Regions from separate parts of the Sus scrofa genome. Here region 2 is linked to region 1. Evidence: chromatin contacts called from public HiChIP or PLAC-seq data. All regions are on one chromosome and are shown on one strand. Each heading gives the region's core, a stretch centred on a gene start, on an enhancer-like site or on the middle of the called end of the contact. The rest is flanking DNA. Distances are from core to core; before and after follow the strand shown.

The links. HiChIP or PLAC-seq counts read pairs in DNA pulled down with a chosen protein or histone mark.
Region 2: an H3K27ac HiChIP or PLAC-seq map of alveolar macrophages shows a contact between it and region 1. The contact joins the promoter of ICAM1 here to the promoter of ATG4D in region 1. A contact is called at or near these places in 4 of 47 Hi-C or Micro-C datasets (embryonic fibroblasts, fetal skeletal muscle, liver and 1 more) and 1 of 2 datasets of contacts at active chromatin or transcription factors (alveolar macrophages).

The regions. Positions count from the first base shown.
Region 1 is chr2:69,319,175-69,325,682 of Sscrofa11.1, forward strand. It overlaps ATG4D (autophagy related 4D cysteine peptidase), which reads left to right and starts at 1,521. Exons shown (of 10, transcript NM_001123079.1): 1 at 1,521-1,752; 2 at 2,299-2,382; 3 at 2,466-2,639; 4 at 3,112-3,376; 5 at 3,450-3,514; 6 at 5,153-5,283. The coding sequence starts at 1,521.
Region 2 is chr2:69,095,519-69,101,996 of Sscrofa11.1, forward strand. ICAM1 (intercellular adhesion molecule 1) reads left to right here and starts at 1,618. Exons shown (of 7, transcript NM_213816.1): 1 at 1,618-1,725; 2 at 3,304-3,567. The coding sequence starts at 1,647.

The DNA.
Region 1 (6,508 bases), core at 271-2,770:
TTGTTGTTGTTGTTGTTTTGCGGTGCCCTGGCGTTCAGAAGTTCCTGGTCCAGGGATCAAACCCACCACTGCAGCAGTGACAACAGCTAGGGAACTCCTGGGTGGAATTTTGAAGGCAGTCATGCTGCAGGGATGACCTTTGAATAAAGTCCTGAAGGAGAGCAAATCAGATATCTCTGGGAAGAGTGGTCTAGGCAGAGGCAACAGCAAGAGTAAAGGTCCTGAGGTGAGATGGTACCTGTTGCATTTGAGAAAGGAGGCTGGTGTGGCTGAAGGGAAGTGAATGAGGGGAGCGCAGATGAGAAAATTGGGGAGGTGACTGTCCTTTCCTGCCATCACATCGCATACTCTTCCCCCAAATCCTTCATCCAAATTCTGTCAGCCTGCTGACAGAGCCCTTGAGCTGGCCACTAGAGGCCACCCTCTCTGCAGTTCCCAAGGTCACTACCTTTATCCTGTCTTTGGGGTCATGGTTGGCTTTTGCTGAGCCCTGACTGTCTCTCAAATGCCACCCTAAGCGCTTTATGGGGATGAACTCTGCCCATCTTCTGAATTAGATGCATTGAAAATTTTTTATAGTTTTATTGAGGTGTAATGGACACATCAAACCACACACTGTAAACATGTACAGTCCCTTGAGTTTTCACACGCTGGAAACAAACACCACAATCAAGATAGTAAACACAAACTACCCCCTTTTTATCCCTCCCTCCCACCTCTCCCCACCCCAGCCCCAGGGAACCACAGATCTGCTAAGACTATAGATGAGGTTGCATTTTTCCAGAGTTTAAATAAATGGGACCAGAGAGTATACACTCTTCTTTTTTGTCTGGATTCCTTCCCTCAGCAAAATTAGGAAGATTCGTTTGTGTTTATCGTGTATTTGAGCGCTTTTTTGCTCCTGGGGAAACAGAAGCACCTAGAAGTGTAGCTTGAAGGGGGAATTTGGGGAGAGGGTGTCAACCACAGGCTGAGCACACAGCCGAGGCGTGTCCTGTGTGCGCAGCCCGTAGAGGGGCACTCCGATCTTCTGGTGGACGAGAGCAGGAGCAAACCGCACCTGAGCCGCGCGGGGTGGTCAGTCCCCAGCGCCCCAGAGGGGGTGGGGCCGGGGCGGGGCCTGTTTAGGCGGGGCTTCCCGGCGCTTGGGGCCTCCGATAAGGACCTGCAGGGGATCGGGCAGACCTGGGCGCAGTGATAGAGCGGGCGGCGGTGGGGGTCGCGGGGCGCTGTGGGGAAGGCTCTGCGTCAGGAGGCCCCACTGCGGCCACCCGGGACTGGGGCTGGGAACCCAGGCTGGGGGCAGGGGCGGGGCGTCCGGCCGTGTCACGCCCGCCTCCCTACCGGGGCTAAGGCCGCTAAAATGGCGGCGGCGGCGGTGACAGCGTCCTGCGCCGGGCCCGGGGGTCTGGCGGTTGTGCCGGGGGCTCACTAGCGCCTTCCTAGGTGTCCGCGTCCTGGCCCCCTGGGGCGCTCGCGCGCGGCCCCCGGGGCCCTCGGTCCGCCCTCCCGGCGCGCCCATGAACTCCGTGTCGCCGGCCGCCGCGCAGTACCAGAGCGGGAGCCCGGAGGACGCGCGCCGCCCCGAGGGCCGCAGGCCGCGGGGTCCCCGGACCCCGGACCCCAACAGCCTGGGGCCCTCCGGAGCCAGCGGCCCCGCTCTTGCGTCACCAGGGGTTGGCCCCGGGGAGCCGGACGAAGTGGACAAGTTTAAGGCGAAGTTCCTGACCGCCTGGAACAACGTGAAGTACGGTGAGGAGGGGGCGGGCCCGGGGATTGGATTTGACGTTGGAGAGAACGTAGGGTTCAGGCGGGCGGGGAGCTTACAGATCGGGAGTCAGGGAGGACAGACCCTGCCTCTGCCAAGTATTCCACCCTTTGTTCTCCTGTGAGTCACCTGTGGGTCGATCCCCCGCCCTGCCCTGCCCAGGGCGGGCCGCTGGTTGGCAGGTCAAACGGGGAATGTGTTTTCCAGTCTCAGTGATTCCTGGTGTGACCTTGGGCAAGGGTTTTTTTGGTTTCCCTGTGCCTCCATTTTCCCCCTCTGTAAAATGGGTACTATAATCAGACCTGCTTTAATTCAATCTGAATTAATTGGCAGACCGCTTGTGACTGTTACTAGGGGCACCACCTCCACCTTAGAGGCATGCAGCTATGATTCCCCAGAGCCTTCTGTCAGATAGGAACTAAGATAGCCCCCATGTCACAGATGGGGGAATGGAAGCGCTGCTGCCGTCCTAACCATCAGGTGTCAAGCAAGTGCTTCATCTTGCTGGGCGCTGCCCCACATCTCCCCAGGTTGGGCAGTCAAAAGCCGGACCAGCTTTAGCAAGATCTCCAGTGTCCACCTGTGTGGCCGCCGCTACCGCTTCGAGGGCGAGGGTGAGCTGGTGACCTGTGGCTAGGGTTGGAGGAGGCCCCCCTGGGGGTGTCCCTGGTGGCAGCTGACAAGCCTGCTCTTGTAGGTGACATCCAGCGTTTCCAGCGGGACTTTGTGTCCCGCCTATGGCTCACTTACCGCCGGGACTTCCCGCCCCTGGCTGGGGGCTGCCTGACCTCAGACTGTGGCTGGGGATGCATGTTACGAAGTGGGCAGATGATGCTGGCACAGGGCCTGCTGCTGCATTTCCTGCCCAGAGGTGAGTAGTGGAGGGGGAAAGGCACCAACTACAAGTCAGCAGTATTAAAATTGTTTATAAACTAAGAGTTTAAAGTCATGTTAGAAGTGTGTGTCAAGTATGTTTTGGAGGGAAGTGAGAGTTGTCAATAAAAATAAGTTTAAGGAGTTCCTGCTGTGGTACAACAGGATTGGTGGCGTCTCAGGAGCCCTGGGATGCAGGTTCGATCCCCGGCCCAGCACAGTGGGTTAAGGATTCAGCATTGTTGCAGCTGCAGCCTAGGCGGCAACTTCGGCTCAAATCCAATCCCTGGCCTGGGAACTCCATGTGCCGTGGAATGGTCAAGAATATAAAATAAAATAATTTTAAGGAATGTGAAAATTGTGGTTAAACACAGGGTCTCTGGAGCATTACAGTTGTGTGTAAGTCATTAGGAATGGGAACTGTGCCTCTTTCCTCCACTGTCACCATTTGTTTATTCCATCACTACCAGACTGGACGTGGTCCCAGGGCGTGGGCCTGGGCCCCCCTGAGTCGTCTCCCAACCGGTACCGTGGACCAGCCCACTGGATGCCTCCGCGCTGGGTCCAGGCTGCCCCTGAGCTGGAACAGGAGCGCCGGCACCGGCAGATTGTATCCTGGTTTGCTGACCATCCCCGGGCCCCCTTCGGCCTACACCGGCTGGTGGAGCTTGGGCAGAGCTCAGGCAAGAAGGCAGGAGACTGGTATGGGCCATCTCTGGTGGCACACATTCTCAGGTGAGGGCCACTGCAGGGGACACGGGAGCCACTGGTTACCCCCAGGAACTCAGGCCTTTCCTCCCATCTGCAGGAAAGCTGTGGAGAGCTGCTCAGAGGTCACCCGCTTGGTGGTGTACGTTTCTCAGGACTGCACTGGTAAGGGGCTGGGAGCCAAGGTCACAGGGCCTCACCCTGAGCCAGTCACTACTTCAGCTGCCTCTTAGGACCCACCTTCCTCAGAAGCTGAAACAGCTTCTGTGGCAGAGGGAGCCTTAGAAAGGATGCAAGGCCCATGCTGTGGGAAGTGCTCAGGGTCGTTCTGCTCCTTCTGGGACCAGGAGAGGCTTTAGGGGCTTCTCCCCTAATGATAGAGTGAAGGATGTAAGGATTTCCTCAGTCCAGCTCAGTCTTATTCTGCAAGCATTTCTAACATGTACAAAAGTCGGGTCTTCTCTGTCCCTCATAGGGTTGTCCTGACGACTAAGTGAGTCAGTAATACAAGTAAGACCCTTCAAACAATGCTTGTCACATAGTAAGCGCTCACTAAATAATAATGTTGTTATTCTCTCCAAAACAGTTTAGAAAGGGTCTTTTTTTTTTTTTTTTTTTTTTTTTTTTTTTTTTTTTTTTGCTGCATCTGAGGCATGTGGAAGTCCCTGGGCCAGGGTTTTAACTCCTGCCACAGCAGTGACAATGCCTAATTCTTAACCGCTAGGCCACTAGGAAACTCTTAGAAAAGGTCTTAAAAGGAGCCTTCATGGATTGGTATCAAGGCATCTATAAAACCTGTAAATCTTTATGAAAAAAATATAGGAATTTGGGCAACATTTCACAGAAAGCCATTGTCTTAGTTGGTTATGGCTGCTGAAACAAAAATACCCTAGGCTAGGTGGCTTGTCAATAACAGGACTTTATTTTCCCTAATTCTGGTGGCTGGGAAGTCCAAGATCAAGGCACTGGCACTTTTGGTGTCTGGTGGGGGCCCACTTCCTGGTTCATTTTGCTGTGTCTTTGGGTAGCAAAAAGGACAAGCGAGCTCTCTGAGGTCCCTTTTATAAGGGCAGTGATTTCATTCATGAGGGTTCCACCCTCCAGACCTAATCACCTCACAAAGGCCTGCTTCCTAATTCCATTACCTTAGGGGGTGAGGATTTTAGTGGGCCCAGCAGGCAGGGGCACATGCGTTCAGGCCTTAGCAGCTCGGTGTGGGTTTGATCCCTGGCCCAGGAACTTCCACATACCGTGGGTGTAGCCAAAACAACAAAACACACCATAGCAGCTTTGTCTCCAGAAAATGTTGGCTGCACTCTTCTAGGAGCCAAGAGGGGGCTTACTAGCCGCAAGGGAGAAGTGGCAGCGGGGAGACCAGCAGACAGGATTTGAGGAGGGACACACAAGGATATTCAGCTCTCTGGTGGGCCACTCAGCACCCCCATTTCCCTCCCTGCAAACCCAGGCACCCAGACAGGGAGGACTCATCAGGCCTGGTGTTGGGGAGGCACTGGGGCCCCAAGGAAGGCCCTCCACCTCCTCCTAGCTGTCCACTCTTTGTCAATGTCTCAGGACCTCAGCGGCCCTTTCTGTAAAACGGGTATGTCCACACCTGCCTGGAGGCCCTGGGATTGTTTGAGGGAGTTGGTGGGGGGGGGGGGTTGCACTGGAAAGTTTTCTTCCAGCAACAGGAGTATCATCCCGACATGTCTCTCAGGCAAGGATGGGCTTCTGGGGCTGGAGGGTCACTCTCCGAGACCTGAAGGGCAGGCAAGAATGTGACCTGCTGCCTTGTCCTTCCAGTGTACAAGGCGGATGTGGCACGCCTGGTGGCCCGGCCAGACCCCACAGCTGAGTGGAAAGCTGTCGTCATCTTGGTGCCTGTAAGGCTGGGTGGTGAGACCCTCAACCCCGTGTATGTGCCCTGTGTGAAGGTAGGTTCAAACAGATTCCACCATGCCTCCCCCAAGGGGCTCTCCAGACTTTTCCAGCTTGGGTTAGCTTCCTTCATCCCTTTAGCGGTTTATCTGATAGTTATGGGGCACGTATTATGTGCCAAGGACTGTCCCAGCTGCTGGGGACTCAAGAGGGAACAGGCAACAATCCAGGCCCTCTGGGAAGGGACATTCTGATAGGAAAATGACAAAGAGTTGATGTGGAACCAAATTGACAGCTGTGGTATGACAACTTGGACTCAAAAGGAACCAAAACCAAGATGATGAAGGGCAGGTGGGGGTGGCCTACAGCCCAGGAAAGCCCCTCTCCAACCAGAAGCAAATAAGCCAGAGGAGCAGTGCTTCAGGCAAAAGGAACAGCAAGGCTGGAAAGACCCCAGCATGTTTAACCTCAGAATGAAGGCCTCAGTTCTCTCTGCAGCCCACAAGGCTCTGTACCATGTCTCTGTCCCTTTCTTGACCTCTCTGCCCCCACTCTCTGCCTCACTTCGCTCGGATCTAGCCACACGGGACACCTCACTGTTCTCAGAAGGCACCTGCCTCAGGGCCTTTGCACCTGCTTTTTTTTTTTTTTTTCTTTCTTTGGCTGTGCCAACAGCATGTGAAAGTTCTGATGCCAGAAATCAAACCCTCACAACAGCAGTGACAATGCCCCTATGCCACCAGGGAACTCCCCTCGCCTTTTTTTAATTGAAGTATAGTTGATTTACAATGTATTAATTTCTGCTGTATAGAAAAATGATGCAGCTGCGCATATATGTACATTCTGTTTTATTTTATTTTATTACTATTATCTTTGTTGTCTTTTTGTCTTTTCTAGGGCTGCACCCACGGCATATGGAGGTTCCCAGGCTAGGGGTCTAATTGGAGCTATTGCTGCCGGCCTATGTCGAGCCACAGCAATGCGGGGTCCAAGCCACGTCTGCAACCTACACCACAGCTCACAGCAATGCCGGATCCTTAACCCACTGAGCGAGGCCAGGGATCGAATCTGAAACTTCATGGTTCCTAGTCAGATTCATTAACCACTGAGCCACCACGGGAACTCCATTTACGTTCTATTTTATATTCTTTTCCATTATGGTTTATCACAGGATATTGAATATAGTTCCCCATGCTATATGGTAGGAAGTTGTTTATCCATTCTATATACACTAGTTTGCATCTGCTAATCTCGGACTCCCAATCCATCCCTCTCCCACCC
Region 2 (6,478 bases), core at 368-2,867, 220 kb before region 1:
CGAGGGGTACCTGGACCGCGCGGGGGAGCTCGCTGCTCGCGCACTTGGGACAGAGGCCAAAGGACGCGGTGATGTGAGCCCGAAAAAAATCCGCCAGAAAATGACCTCTAGCGGAGAATTTTCCCAAACCCTCCCAGGGACGTCCCCGGCCTTCACTCTTCCGCCTATGTCCAGGCCGTTTGGGTCGGGAACCCAGCGCCCTCCACCCTCCAAGAAGAAAGATCCCCGTGGAAATTTCTTAGGAACAATCAGGGCGGAGAGAGGAACGCTTTTCTAGCTGGCGAGTGATTCGCAGCCCCTTCCCTTGGAGGAAGGGTTCTAGCGTCCCTGAGGGCCCCCCTCCCTTCCCTTTCTGCAGCTCGACCTCTTTGGCCCCAGTAGGTCTCCATGGCGACGCGACGCTCCCCCCACAACAGGAAGACTTAGGCGGCGGAGCTCCGCGCTTGGAGACTCTAGGGTCCACAGCCTTGACGAGCTGCATGCTGAATCTTGGGGTCCCACGCGCAGGCGTGGCCCTGGGGATAGTGTGGGGTGACCTTGGGGTTAGGGTGGGGCGGCATGGGGGCGACCTATAGACGCGGCGCGGGGCCTCATCATTTCCCTGAAATGCCCTAATGGAACAAGCCCGGACAAACACTCGCACAGTGCTGGGGGCCGGGGTTCGAGTTTCGGGAGCTGCGCGCAGAGGACTCCCTCTCCCCGCCCCACTCTGGGACCTAGCGGCTGCCTCAGTTTCCCTGCAGAAGGCAATGGTTCGAGCGCCCCCTCTCCCCTCTCGCAGTCAATGTCTGCGGCATCAGTTTCTCCACGGAGCCTGGGAACTGCAGCGGAGGGGTTCCACGCGTCAAGACCACGAGGCTTCCTTCCTTTTTCTGAAAACTAAAGACGTTCACGCGGCGGAGGCCAAAAGGGGAAGCGAGGCCCGGCGGGGTGGGAGCGCCCATCCGTGGGGGATGCAGACGTGATGAGGCTTGCGTCCTCACCCCCAGGGTTCACTGGCGCCTGGAGGTGCCCGTGCCTGCAGCGCTTCCCAGGAAATCTCGGTGTCAGCTGGGAGGGGAACATGCCTCTTGGGGGAGGGGCACCCTTGGACGAGAAACGCTTGGGGGAAGATTCCTGGGCCCCCACCGAAGCGAGGGAGCCTCTACTCGGTTAAAGAGGCCTGAACGCGCAGGGGAGTCAGACGAGTTCGAAGGCCCTCGCAGCTCGGATCCTCTGTTTACCCCTCTACGGAATGGACGCAGTAACCGTCCCTACTGTCCAGAGTGGTTGGTAGCATTCAGTAAAGCGCTAAACGCAGTGTAAACTTACAATCAAGGTTAGCCCAGCCAGGGCCCCGGGCCCCGAGCGCCGGGAGCAACCCCCGAGTTGCAGCCGGGTCGCTTCCGCCAGGCAGCCCTCTTTACTTCAGTTGGGAAATTCCGGTGCTTGAGCGGCCAGCGAGGCGGGTGGACAATCTGGCACGGCCCCCGGCACCCCCTCAGCGGAAATGCCGGAGCCCTCGTTCGGGAGGGGAAAGCTCAAGGTTTCCGGGAAGGGAGCACCGCCCCTCGGCCCCCCGTGGCGGGCCACTATAAAAGGACCCTCGGCGCCACAGTGCGCGCCACACGCCTCTGAGCCACTTAGTCCGCCCCGCCGCCTCCGCGATGGCTCCCGGCGCCACCCATCCTGGCCAGCTTGCGCTCCTGGCCCTGCTCCTGCCCCTGCTTGGGGCTCTGCTCCCAGGTGAGTCGGGCGTGGGGGCTGCCGTCTGTCGGGCGGGCTCTCCGGGATACGAGCTAAGCCCCTGGGAGCGGTGCGAGGACCTTGTCCCCAGGTAGGAGGCTTGGGGATAAGGCCACTCATACTTTGGGGAGCTGTCTATGGGAAACTGGGGCTAGAGCCACCGATTGAAAATCAACAGCCCTGGGTGCGAATCTAGACCCTCCATTATGGCACGATCTGTGGCTTCGGGACTCTGGACTGCCCCTCCCAGAGGAGCCTCAGTTTTTCAGCCATAAAATGGAGAAGTTAATAGCGGCCACCTGGAAGGGGTGTGCCCTGGCCCCAGGAGGTGGTCAGAGCTTGGAGAGATGTAGCCCCTCGCCAAGCTTACCTGGACTGGGGACTTCCCCCCCCTCCCCGCCACAACACACCCTTGTACATTCTGTTCCTCACCCTCTGCCCCTGGGGGAAGTCCAGGACTCTCAGCTCAGGGGAATTCCAAGGCTGACTTGCCCGGGGAGCAGAGGCTGAGCAGTGGGATGCCCCGGCGGCTGCGCCTGGGGTCGGGGGAGTGGGGGTGGAGAAGGGGGGGAGGGTGGCAGGAGAATGAAAGATGGACATTGTGATTGCCAGCTCAACAAAGTGTTCTGATCCCTATTTCCGTCTGGGTTCTCCCGCATTCTCACCTGAGTAAGCGCCCTTTTTCAGGCCTCACCATTGCCGTCTGTGAAATGGGAATGATCCCAGAATTATCCACACATCTCCGCACCAATGGAGGAGACCCAAAGCTGAAGGAAGAGATCTAGGGGAGGGGCTCAGACAGACATTATTTTCCGCTTTGGAGGCACCCCAGTCTGAGGAAGCTTATCCCAACAACCCCCCTCCCTCTTACCTGCAGTCACTTGTTACCTGCACTGCGCTGGGTGTGACTTGCATTAGCAGGAGGCGGGGTGACTATAGTCACCCAACTTACAGATGGAGAAATTGAGGCCCAGAGAGGGGAAACCACTTGTCCAAGGGAATGAGGAGCCAGCCTGATTGGATGTCCTTTATCCCTGGAGGACTGACTCCCTCCACCTGACCTCTTGGAAGGGAAAAGAATGCTGAATTCATGCCCTTCTTTTGCCAAAATCCTCCATGGCTCTTCATTGCTCACAGAATGAAGACTATCCTTAACACCTCTTACCCTATTTGCATGATCTGCCTAACTTCCTTTCACCCCAGTTAATTCCCCATACTCTTTGCTCCAGTCACCCTGCCTCAGGACCTTTGCATTTGCTGTTATTTGGCCTGCAACTCATTTCCCTTTCCTCTGGATGGCCAGCCCACTGCTCATCATTCAGATCTCTGCTCACAAATTACCCTGTCACCAAGGCACTGTCTGTTCTATCTCCCTGTTTTATTTTCGCCAAAGCTCTTGTGAGCATCAGTTATTAATTATGTTGTTTGCTCCTGAGTTTCTCTGTCTCCCACACTGAAGGCAGACTTTTGTCTTGTTCAAAGGCTGGCTTGGTCCCCAGCACGGAGCATGGGCTGGGGGCAGTAATGTTGATGAGCCCCATTTGTAATGTGGGTCTCTCTCTTATCCTTTGGTTGCAGGGCTTGGAGGTGCTGAAATCTCAATGTGGCCCCTAAACACCATCATACCCAAAGGAGGCTCCATGAAGGTGAACTGCAGTGTTGCCTGTGATGGAAACATCACCAGCTTTGGCCTAGAGACTCACTGGCACAAGACTGAAGTGGACCACAGAGACAAGTGGAAGATTTTTGAACTGAGTAATGTGGAAAACGATGGCACTCTACTCTGCCATGCAGTATGTCAGGGAAACCAGACACAAGTTCAAGGGAACCTCACCGTATACTGTGAGTGCCTGGGACCTGGGGGCTGGATGAGGCAGGCTGGTTGGGGGAGGTGGACAAGGGAGTCCCCAGCAGGCTGGGACAGCCTTTTTTGCTTGGTGGTGGGGCCAGAGTCTCATGGAAAAGGCAGATGGGCCCATTTTCGGAAAGCCTCATTATCATCTGGAACCTTTCCTCGAACTTCCTTGGGTGTGCCCTTACAGTAAGGACGGGCATGCAGAACATTTGAGAATGCTGGCTCTGTAGGCCTCTTGAAACATGTGACAAAGTCCTAGATCTGACTCTAGAAAAAGATGCAAGTTGGAGTTCCTGTTGTGGCTCATCGGGTTAAGAACCTGACATAGTCTCCATGAGGATTCAGGTTCGATCCCTGGCCTCGCTCAGTGGGTTAAGGATCCAGCATTGATGCAAGCTTCAGTGAGGTTTGCAAATGTGGCTTGGATTGGTGTTGCTGTGGCTGTGACATATGCTGCCAGCCACAGCTCTGATTCCACCCCCAGCCCAGGGACTTCCCTATGCCTCAAGTGCACCCCTAAAAAGGAAAAAAAAAAAAAAGATGCAAATTAAAACTAGCCCTGAGATGGCATTTTCTTTCTTTTTTCTTTTGTCTTTTTAGGGCCACACCTGTGGCATATAGAAGTTCTCAGGCTAAGGGTCGAATTAGAGCTGTAGCTGCTAGTCTACACCACAGTCAGCATCTCAGGATTCGAGCTGCGTCTGCCACCTACACCACTGGTCATGGCAATGCTGGGTCCTCAACCCCCTGAGTGAGGCCAGTGATTGAACCTTCATCCTCTTGGAGACGAGGCAGATTCGGTACTGCTGAGCCACAATGGGAACTCCAAGATGGCATTTTTCACGTAGTGGCAACCATCCAAGAAATTGATAACAGCCATTTTGGCAAGAGTCTGAGGAAGCAGGCAGTCCTGGGATTTTACTGACAGTGCAGGGGTGCAAAGAAGCACAACCCACCAGTGGGGAAGCAGGCATCAGTCCTCAAAGTGTCACAGGCGTGTGTCCTTTGACACAGAAATCTCACTCCTGAAAGGTGAACTTTTAGGCATCCCTGCCCATGAGAGACATGAGGGGCTGTGAAGTTATTCACCATAGCTTTATCTGGAAGGGTAAAAGCTTGTAAACCACTCAAATATGGGGGCTGGGTAGATAAGTGGTGGTACAGTCCTCCTGTGGAATAGTATGCAACTATGTAAAAGAATAAGACAAAAGCTCCTTGTGTCCCGAAAGAGAATGAGTTCCATGGTGTGCAGGCAAGTTCAAAAGAAGGAAGGTATGCTCGGAATGAGTGGCATGCCAACCATAGGGTTAGGGAGCCATGGGGACAAGGTGAGGGAGGCTGTGTTTCTGCATTAAAGAGCCCTGAAAGGAAAGGCAAGACATGACAATGTGAGCTGACTGTGAGGAAGGAACCTGGGGGGTTCTGGGAGAGGGCAGGAGGTTAGTTTTCTCTGTGTGCCTTTTTTTCACTTTGGACTCTTTTTTTTTTTTTTTTTTTTTTTTGCTGCTCCCTGGTCTTGTGGAAGTTCCCAGGCCAGGGATTGAAACCATGCCACAGCAGTGACCGGAGATGCTGCAGTGACGATGTTGGATCCTCAACTCACTGTGCCACAAGAGAGCACCATCACTTTGGACATTTTGAGGTGTGAGAATTAGTTAGCATAACCATAGGCAATAAAGAGATAAATGAAATTCACATTAAAGCAAAACAAAATAAAAAAGGAAGAACGAAGGAGAACTGGCGGAGTTCCTTGGTGACTCAGTGGGTTAAGGATCTGGTGTTGTTACTGCTGTGGTGAGGGTTCGATCCCTGGCTCAGGACCTTTTGCATCCCATAGGCATGGCAGAAAGAAAGAAAAAGGAAGGAAGGGAGAGAACTGGCAGACTGGTCTTGAGACAGTCTTAGATTCCAGTCCCAGCATGGCCCTCACGAATGGGTAACCCTGGTGTGTGTGTTGGGGTGGGGCAGAGGAACGCATGGCCTCCTGACTGATTTTTCACGAGACCACCTCAGAAAGGTCTAATGATGCAGTAGAGTCTGAAGGACATTCTGCCTTCATGGTGTCTGAGCAAAAGAAGCCTTTGGGCAAATATCAGCTTTGCTTCTGTCTTGGAGGATGTTTGAGCGGCTCTTAACTGGGTGAGAGAAGTTCCCAAACATTCCCAGTGGCCTCTGAAAAGCCCCAGGAAACTTCCTCACAGGACCTTTCCCCATCTCAGCCTGAGAGTTGAAAGCCCAACCCTCCAGGTTTGAGTCCTGGCTCTGCCACGTGTTTCTCTCTCTGTGACTTTGGGTGCCAGGCTTTCCACCTCTGGGAAATGGAGCAGAGGGCCGCACACAGTCACAAGGGGTCACCTAGGAGACACTCTAGCTTGGTCCTGCCTCACCCCCACTGTAAAGATAAGGGAGAATCTCTGGGTGGCTGAGCTTTGTCTAGGAAGAGTCCTAACTCCTGCAGGAGGTGATCCCTCAGTAGGCCTTGAAGGATGTGTAGGAGTTGGTAAAGACAGGCATTCTAGACAGAAGGAACAGCCTGAGCAAAGGTTCAGAGTGGAGAAACGTGCCGATCTGGAGGTGGGAAGGCAAGAGGCCCTGAATATCAACAGATTGGTGTGGTGGGAGCCATATTTGTCAGGACCTGAACCTCAGGCTGAGGAGCTTAAGACCTTCTCTTTAGGGTCATAGGGAGCCATGGAGGGTGTGTGAGCAGACCAGGTATCAAGAGAGAAGATCCAGAAGGCTGGCCTGGAGTTCCCACTGTGGTGTAAGAGGATTGGTGGTGTCTCTGCAGTGCCAGGACACAGGTTCCATCCCTAGCCCAGCACAGTGGGTTAAAGATCTGGCATTGCCACAGCTGTGACATAGGTTACAACTGTGGCTCAGATCTGATCCCTGGGC